Linked DNA regions of Zea mays: region 1 is linked to region 2. The links are chromatin contacts, called in public Hi-C maps. All regions are on one chromosome and are shown on one strand. Each heading gives the region's core, a stretch centred on a gene start, on an enhancer-like site or on the middle of the called end of the contact. The rest is flanking DNA. Distances are from core to core; before and after follow the strand shown.

Region 1 (4,718 bases), core at 1,112-3,611, 97 kb after region 2:
CTCTTAGCTTTATTCTGTGCAGCAAGGAAGGTAGAAACAAGGAGGGACATCACCAACCTTTAGTGAAGTTGAATGAATTGAATAGAGGCAGATATGAGCACATAACATTGTCGGTTTGGTTGTGGAATGTCCTCAGTATTTCTTCGTAAGGGTACCCTGGACTTAGGAAGAGTCGCAACCTGCTGAGAAGAACCTGGGATGAAGTAGGGACTGTGTTAGTGATGATCAATATTCATAAGGAAGCTGCATTATTACACTGATAAGCCTTTTCTGATTTTCCTGTTTCTGACATGTACGAAGGATCATGTTTTCTTTTCCTTTACATTAAGACCACGCTGAATACTTTTATCAGACTCAACATTGGATTGGAGTATGAAATGTGCTAACCTGAGCTCCTGGAAGTTTGTCATCCCAGGTAAATACTCCATAGTTTGGACTTCCAAACCAGTAGGCTCCAGCATGCTTCGCCATTCCTGGGGCTGTGGCGACCGTGAGGTATGAATTGTTCCCTGTGGCAAAGTACATCCACGCACCACCCCACACAAACTCATCCCAGTAGCTGGTGGAATTGTAGAAGATTGCCTGGTCAGACCCATTGGGGCTGTATCGCCCGCGCTGCAGCCTTCCGAACTTGTACAGGGCTTTTGCGCCTTTGACGAGCTTGTCGGAGTAGGTTTTGCTGTCCTTGAACACTATGGAAGCTGCAGCCAGGGCAGCAGCCATTTCAGACGCTAGATCTGAGCAAGAGTGACACTCGGTGACTGGCCTTTTGTAGTCGATGTCCTCTGGTCTCATCCAGCAGTAATGGTCATTAGGCTGACTGCTGCCTTTAGAGGTGTCACCTACACCCACCTGCAATAACGAGAAGTTCATGTTGTAGTCAGTGGTTTGGTGGATCTGATGACCAATTTCTTGGGACAGAGCAAATCAGCCATCAAGCAAGATGATCTATGGCTACCAACCTGAGCGACAATCCTGTCTATCGTGTCAGCAGATGAATTGAAGGTTTTGAGGATGTAGTCTGTTCCCCACTTGATCAGCTCCTTGATATGGTCGAGCTCACCGATGGCCTCATACTTCGCCCTGTACTCGATCACACTCCAGCTGAGCATGGTCATGGACCAGGCCATGGGGTAGTTGAACTTGATGGCGTCCCCCGCATCGTAGAAGCCTCCGACCAAGCTCCGGCGGACGGTGCTGTCGGAGAGGCCATCCTTCATGCAGGAATTGCCCCTCCAGCTGACGCCGTTGTGCTTCGGCAGCGGACCGGCTGACGTTCCAGAAGACAGACAACATCGTGAGTGAGCAGGCGAAAACATAGTTTCTGTCGGTGCACTCATTCTCTTCGTCAATTTTAATTGAGTTTTACGAATCTATAGTCTCTGGACTCGTTTTTCAGGTCAGAGTGGGATTTGTTGGTGAATCTGGTGATTTCTTTTGTTCCCCACGTGGACTCTGTTCGTGTTAAATATATGACGGGAGTATACGTCTGCCGGGAAGAAAAAAAAGGTCAGATCTTGAGCGCCCAAGGCACGCTAAATGTAGAAACGTCGAATGAAATATGCGGTAGACACCAACTCAAGCAACAAGAACAGGCAAGAAATGGCATGGCGAACATCTGTAGCAGCCGGAACGATTGTGCATGGGTAGGCAAAACCGGGTGTGACGGCGGAATTCAGCGAGAGGTGGAAAAGAGCAGCGGCGGCGGCGGCGGAACAGAGAGAGAGAGAGACGGACTCACATCGCTGCGCGTTGAAGAACATGAGCGCCTTGTGCAGCGCCTGCGTGTACTGGTCGGGCGGCGGCGGCGGCGGGCGCTTGTGCGGGACGAGCTTGACGATCATCATGATGAAGCCGATGAAGACGCCGAGGCCGAGGATGGTGCCGACGGTCCACATGAAGATCTTGCGGTCGACGACGACGCAGCCCAGGTCGACGTACCTCTTCTTCTTCTTGCCCGCCTGGTCGCCGGGCCCGGCCAGGAGCCAGCTCTGCTGCGTCTCGTCCAGCTGCCGCATCAGCGCCGCCCGGTCCAGGTCCCGGCTCCGGTCGTCATCTGTCGCCGAGTCGGCGTTGGAGATCTCCAGAGGCCCGCCCCAGGGGTCCCGCCCGAACATCCTGCCGGCGGCTCTCCTGACCCCCTGCGCCTGGTGCCGCTCCCTCGCCGCCGCGGCCTCTCCTCCGCCCCCTGGCACCGGCGGCGGCAATGCTAGTTCTTGGCGGGTGGGAGGGGACGGGTGCACGACACGAGTGAGCTGCGGCCTTGGGGAGGGACAGGCGGGCGGGTGGGCGAGGCGAGGCGAGGCGAGGCGAGTGAGTTTATGGGAGATTGCAGGACAGCAGTGCGGCACGGCACTGCGTGGTGTGGTGTGGGACTGTGGGGGGGTGGTCCGGGTGGAGGTGTGTAGGTGTAGCGCCGCGCTCTGCTTTGTTGTGGCGTGCGATGGGGTGAAGGGGAGGGATCAGGTTGTTGGGGCGTTGCTTTCGTCCGCCCGCTCGCACACCCACTCGTCTCGCCTGTAGTGTAGTCCTGTGTCGTCGCCGCTGGCGCTGCGCTATCGCCTATCGACCGACGGGCGGGTGAGTGCGCCGCGCCGTGTGGGGTCTGAGCCTGTGCGCGTCACGGTTGGGTTGCCCACTTGGGGGCACTGATTTGTACGGCACAAGATTTGAAGCTGACCAACTTAATTGTTTGTCTATAATTTGAACCGCCTCCTACTACTTTTAGAATTAGTTTGGGAGTCTAAAATAGAAGAAAGTTAGAAAGATAAAATCTCATTCTTATTCTAATTTAAATAAGAATGGAAATTTAGTCCCTAAAATCTCATTTGGTTTTTGGACTATCAAACTAGCCCTTACAGTGTTTTGTCTATAGATTACAACTGCAGAAATATAAATAAGTGACTTTAATCTAAAGTGAACAACTGTGCATCCACGGTATGTAAGACTCCTCGGGATAGTTTGGGAACTCACATAAATCTATGAGCCAAGTCCTTAGAGTGTCGTGTACCCTAGATCAAGACTCCTCGAGCTAGTTTGGGAACTCAAATTCCCTTTAAGATTGGAGAGGGATTAGAAAAAATTAGTTTATTATTGCCGCATTCCTCTTTAATTCTAAAGAGGATTTGAATTTCCAAACTATCTTTTAGCGATATAGTTATCCCTTTAGGACGTCTTGTTATCAAGTTTTGTTATATGCCAAACCCTCTTGCTTATCCGGAACCATAAAGGCTCGTAGGGGGCATAGGGCCGTGGTGGTCCTCACACTATGGACTCCTTACGTTTTAGCGGCTGGCTAGGGTACGACAAACTGTCTCCAGCAATATCCTCTATATATACCTTTACATCCGTCTTTTATAGTGTTTTCTAAAAAAATTTATCCCTTATATCTACTTCCTCTCTAACAACGTCCTCTATATGTAAATACTTATATTAAAGACATTTTTTATTTTTTTAATTTTTGTACATACGTATTTGTCACTCTCAAATGTATTTTACATATTTTAGTTTTATTAAACCAGTTGTTTAAAGTATTCAAATAGATAGAGAACCATTTAGAGAAACTTTATATATAGAGGATCCAGCAGCGGCCTCTAAATTTAAAGAACCGTTTAAAGGACATTGCTGGAGGGAGTAGAGAACGTCCTCATCTTCTAAATTTAGGGTACAGGACCCTTTAGAGCTCCTTGTTGGACACACGGCCACACTCGCCGAGCGCATGTTTGTTGTTCAGGTCTCGCACGCTGCCTGTACTGTTTGGAAACGCGCTATAGCTGCAAAGCAATTCACAGCGTGCAAGAGAAACCGCAGTCCTCTGGCCGAGGGGTTTCATTGTTTGTACTACGCGCCTCGTGAAAGGTGTACCGTGTACAACGATAGATTGGGGCCAATAATGCACGAAATTAAGCGACGGCATTTACCTGTTGCCATCTGTTTTTCTTTTTTTTTTTTGGGGTTCCTTTTTGCTTTGCAAAGCAACAACAGTTACTCAAAGGCTCGAGCGCGTACGACGCGGTTAGCGGCACTACTGGTACTCTACCACTAACCACCTTACGAAACCATTTTATTTATTGATTAGCCCTTTTTTGTGGTTGCATGTTCGGTTAGTTTTAAATCGTACCGTCTTTTACTATTTCTACATTGTTTTTTTTTTGTCTTTATAGATCCACATGCAGCAGTCCAACATAAATGACGTTACTCCGAAGCGACTTGTTTATCAAGATCTGCTGCGTTGCGTTATGGGTGAGGCAGACAAGACACCAGTCGGCACACGAAGATCTAGTGAAGACGCCTTTTCTTCTTCTTCTTCTTCTTCTTTCTTTTAATAACCAACGCCCACCGTTTCTTGATTTCACCCCCGGCACATTATCTGCTTAGATACATGTATACAGTATTAAACTAAAACGAGATTCCTATCTATAAGCTGCCCAGCTAAGGCTACGAGAGCCAACTTTGACAAATATCTAGTGGCTCTTTTAAGATGCGTAGCTAGAGCGTAGTCACATACTTTATGGCCTTTTATTTAACCAGGAGAAATGTGCTCGGCTGCTCGCCATGGTCATGGTCATGGATATAGCACTGCTAGTAGTAGTAGTAGTGTGAGAGAAGTCACTTTGTCCTGTGAAAAAGGTTTTGCTGCGGTGACAGGCGACGAGATGCCGATGCGTGCAGTGCACTGCCTCGTGGCTGTTAGCTCCTTCCGTTATTTTTTATTTATC
Region 2 (5,054 bases), core at 1,135-3,634:
CAAAATTAACCTATGCATGGATAAGTGATATTAAAGAACATTATTGGGTAAAAAGTGGTCAAGGGCACAACTTGCCTTCAATGAGCTCCTGCTCAGCTACAACCTGCTGCTCACCAGGGTCCTCGGTCACGGGCTCTTCTACTCGCCACAATACAAACAAGCACATTGCATATAGAGAAATTAACATCACACCAAACATGTGAACAAAATACACAGAATTAATATACACATTAAAATAAAATCCTAGGAACAGGAATCATAATTTTTGGAGTTATAGAATTTTAGTTATGAATTTTCAAAGGTTTTATGTGTTTTAAACAGGATTAAGTGATAAATAAATTCCCTACTGATTTCATGACATAACAGAGGCTCTAGGTGATAGAGAATAAAATTATAAAATTTTAGGAACTGGAATGGAGTGATTTGGAGTTAGCATGAATTTTCTATGAATTATTGAAGTTCTAGCAATTATTTTCATATTAAAAACCCATTTTCTATTTCATTTACTCAAATTAAATGATCTCAGGACCGGGCCTCAAATCATGTGAAACGCAGGGGGCTCGGTGAAACGTTCTGCAGACACAGAGAACAGCCCAGTATGGACCGTGGGTTCATTATCTGATTACCAGGGGGCTCTTACGCAAAAAGGCCGGGCCGAAGGGGTACCTTTTAATCCTGGCCGCCCGATTCGAAGCGAACGTACTAGATTAGGTCATGGCATCCGCGAATCGGTACGCGCACGGGACCACACGATCCGGATCCGACGGTCCAAAATCTAAATAACCGAGATCGCTTCGCACCCATCAGATTATGGATCTACGGCTCACGTCCCCACCCTGACTCGGTATGGCTCGGCCTAATCCTAGCCATCCAACAAAGATCAAACGGTCACCAGCCTTCTCCCTCACCCAGCACAGGTTACGGCGGCGCTCGCCCCCCTTCTTGCGGCAGAGCTCGCCGGAGCGCAGGCGTCACGAGGCCCAGGCGCATTGAATCAAGTCTGGCTAGGTGCTACGCGTAAAGGGTCTGAGGGCGAACTTGCCGGTGCCACAAATCCCACGAATCCGCCATGGTCAGAGCTTGCCCACGACAGCGCACTAACCACGGCGAAGCGCCATGACCGGAGTAGCTCAATCCGCCCCCACGATGCGCCGATTGCTAAATTAGTTGGCACAAAATGAAATTGGGATGGTGGCGGGCCCAGGGCGGAGGAATCTTACCAGGGTGATGCCACGCCAGACCCTGTCCACGGCGCGGCGGAGATGGTGTCCGTCGATGAGCAATTCCGGGGTCTCCGAGTACCCCCGAAGCTCGGTTCGGCAATGAAGACGCGCGCCCGGGTCCAAGGCTCCCGCCCACCCCGCGAATTCGCCCAACGGCCGACGGCAGGCGCGGAGGAGTCCTGACGGCGACGGTGCTCTTCCTTTCTCCCTCCTCGCGGCTGCGGGCGAAGCAAACCTAGCGCGCAACCACCCTTGAGGTTCCGAGCTGGGGAGGGTCTCGGTCCGCTTATGAAGAATCGGCGACGTGGAGTTAGGGAGATGCGGAGTTAGCGCGCGGCGCAACAGCCCACACCTATTTCCCCGGCGACGGACTCGGTCTCGTTTGCGTCGCGGCGGGTGGAGAAGAACTCGCTGACAAGGAGGCCCAGCCGGTCAGCGACTCGGTCCACCCAACGGTGAGCGCCGCCAACCCTGGCCCACCTGCCAGTGAGCGCAAGGGCGCGCGCGTGCGGGAGCCCGGCCAGATGGGCCGCGCGGTATGGAATTAGAAGTGGGCCGAAAACAGGTTTGTTGGCCCAGGTAAGCTCTTTTCCCTTTTCTATTTATTCTTTTCTTGTTTTCTTTTGTTCTTAACTATTTTGAATTCAAATTTGAATTTTTGAATACAAATTTCGACATTGTGTCAAGTGTACAAATTCAAGCTTTGAGTGGATGACCAATATATTTTTATTCACTTATTTTTATCCCCAAAATTCTTATTTTCTTCTCTTTTTCTAGATTCTACAATTTCTTTTAGGATTTAATTTTCCCTTTTTGGTCTTTAATATTTTCTTGTTGCAAAATGCACACCACAAATAAAATATTCAGCATGATGCAAGGATTTAGTAGCATATCTTTTTATTAATTGTTCTTGGACATGGTGTTCACAGGTGATGATGCACACAGGTTAAACCCACATAAGGAGAAATCGTTTTCTCTATTGGTATTCTTTCTAGCAGATTACAAAGTGGGTGTTACAAGTGATTTCCATTTTTCAAAAGAATTTAGTTTATTTTTTCTTGAAAAATAGGAATTTCTTTGGAAAATGAATTTCTCAAACTAGCCTAAAAAACTAGAAGGAAAAAATAATTAAAATCTGCAAAAAATGTCTGAACAATTAACGGCCCATGTCCAGCAGAAGGCCCGTGCAGTTGCGGCGTTGCTGTACCCCTTGGACCGGCCAGCCCCACACTGGGTTATTCGTTCCCCGCGCGTGCTCTCCCAGTCTCCCTCCCTCCCTTTCTCTAAGCGCGACGACCGGCGCCGCCACCGCCACCGCCTTACGCCAGATACCCAGGTCCGTCTTAGTCGGCACCTTCTCCAGCAACAAGCACCCAACAAATGGTATGCCCGCCTCTTTTCTTCCCTTCCTGCTGCGCGAAACCGAGCAGCACCCAAAGCGTAACCTAAGCTATTTGGCCCGCCCCTTCGATTCACTTTCTGCTGCTCGGTTTAAACCTAACCTAAGCTAGTTGATTATTTGTAATGGGACCTGAACTACTTGGAAGCGTATACATGAATTATACCTACTAACTTTGATTCTTTTTGCCTAAAAAAACTCATGAGCTGCTTGCTAGCTGCAGGAAGTCTGGGTTTTATTTCGGCACATTTCAGGGCATTTAATTGGTTGTAGCAATTTGGTTCAGATAAAAATATTCTATTCTTGCTACAAAACGAGTAAACGTTAATTTAACCCGTGAAACTCCGATAGCCAGGGTAGAATTGCTCTAGGGCACCCTGGATTTTAAGATACTATTCATTCCCTCATTAAACTTTTGAGTAAATAATTTATATAGGAATTGATTTTTTGAATGCAGCAAGTTCTTTTGTTCCTGCATTTCATTCTCTTTTGGGAGGACGGAACCTTGTTTGAAGGGGCTAGTTTATGTTCTGGAGGCAAGGCACCTACCCCATATGTTCTTTATTCTGCAGTCCAACAGAAATACGCACATAAGAGCCCATACTTGAAAGTAGAGGACTAGAGGTGTATGAGATTCAAATCATGACAAACCTTTGTTTGTGTGTGCGCGGCTGCGTGCACAACTCGTCTGTGAGCTTAAGTAACTGTAGCATTTTTTCTTCTTCTTTTGTACCCCCCATTTAGCAGTTTCCATGGCGTCAATTATAGTTTAGCGGCTACGAAATACAAGTATTTTTTTGGTATTTGAGTGAGCCCCATGTGGCCTCAAATCAAGTGATAAAATGTTGTCTATATGGAGTAAATTTTTGATATTAGTTGCTGAAAAGACTATTTCTGTTGGGCCGTTGGCAGAATGCTTTGGAGCAGTTGGCATCCATTGATCTCATTGAGCTATGCAAGGAGGCCAGAATTGAGCGCTGCCGTGCAACTAGAGACTTGAGTAGCTGTGGCCGCTATGTGCATCATGTGCTTAACTCATGTGGCCATGCCTCATTATGTGCTGAATGCAGCCAAAGATGCGACGTCTGCCCAATTTGCAGGAGTCCAATACCGGACAATGGAAACAGGGTTCAGCTACGTCTTTACTACAAGTGCCTGGAAGAGGGCCTTATTTCTAAGCAGCACGATGAAAGGTTTCAGGAAAAGGAAGACCATGGCAATCCAGTTAGCATGGATGTCCAGCAGCTGCATTCATTGTTCGATGTTGCAGTACAGAACAATCTTACTTCCCTTATTTGCCACTGTATCCTCTTCAGGAGGCTGCTTATGCATTTCTATATCACATCTTCTTTCTGTTATTTTCTTAACATATTCACCAGATATCACAGATGTTTGTTTGGATGAGAATGCTGTGTCAAGTGATCCACTTCTGGCTTTTCTTTTGGATGAGGTGGTCATCAAGGACTGGTGCAAGAGGGCTGTTAATGTGCTCATTACTGAGATTGGTGTGATCTGTATCCAAAAATGTTCAATCGACCCTAGATTCAGTTACATGCTTTTTTTTATGTTTCGTTTTTCATGTGTTCAGGGCCACACATGTTGAGGGAGTGGTACTGCTAATCTGTTAAGTCACTAACCTTAACGATATCTTAGATAGGTCTGGATTAGAAACGATGAGATCTAGGTTATCCCAACTGCAAAAGTTTGCCACACAGTTGGCAGGAATTTACAGTATACTTGAAGTTATGGTTTCATCTTTCAATGAAGCAGTTTCAGCGCATGTTAATGACCTGCACCAACTCATTGAGAACACATTGAAGGCAAAGCAGGTCTTTCTTTCTTAACCCCTCTATTGCTAATGATTTTAGACCACTGCTTAGAACTAACACTGAGCTAGTCTAGGTACTTCAATTTGTTCATCCACTGCTGAAATTTCTATAAGATGAGTGTCCCACGGGGACACTTTCCATTATATAATTTTGTGTATATATTGGAACAAAACCTTTTTATCTCCCTTTTGCTTAGTGTCATCATGATCCTGGACAAGTATTGACATAACCACTCAAAATAGTCTGGTGGTTCATTTTGGTAACAAGTGCTCCCTCCAAATCTGAATATAAGTCAATTGTTACATTGATACAACCCACCATGTGGAGCTTTGTCTAGCAATTTTCATGAAAATATCATATTTAAAATAAAAGGGGTTGTATATTATCAAACTAGCCTTCATGATAATTCTACAAACATCAACTTTACGTTCTCATTCTACCTAATTCCTTATGCATCAATACTAAAAATAGTTAGACCAGCAAGAATCCTGAGACGACTATATGTACAATCAGATTGAGTATGTCTCTAGCACTTTTCTTGTTTATGAAACCTTGTGCTTTCTTACACTCTGATGCTTGCTAATGATGTAGCGTTATTGCATT

The links. A called contact is a pair of places that touch in the nucleus more often than the background predicts.
Region 1: a Hi-C map of leaf shows a contact between it and region 2, with 10 times the contacts expected there. The contact joins the promoter of LOC100274698 here to the promoter of LOC103625902 in region 2. A contact is called at or near these places in 5 of 25 Hi-C or Micro-C datasets (ear, leaf and tassel) and 1 of 3 datasets of contacts at active chromatin or transcription factors (leaf).

The regions. Positions count from the first base shown.
Region 1 is chr5:8,782,442-8,787,159 of Zm-B73-REFERENCE-NAM-5.0, forward strand. It overlaps LOC100274698, which reads right to left and starts at 2,362. Exons shown (of 6, transcript NM_001349894.1): 1 at 1,742-2,362; 2 at 963-1,270; 3 at 388-852; 4 at 58-193. The coding sequence starts at 2,117.
Region 2 is chr5:8,685,047-8,690,100 of Zm-B73-REFERENCE-NAM-5.0, forward strand. It overlaps LOC103625902 (E3 ubiquitin-protein ligase HOS1), which reads left to right and starts at 2,385. Exons shown (of 10, transcript XM_008646299.4): 1 at 2,385-2,606; 2 at 3,535-3,925; 3 at 4,002-4,136; 4 at 4,276-4,451. The coding sequence starts at 2,604.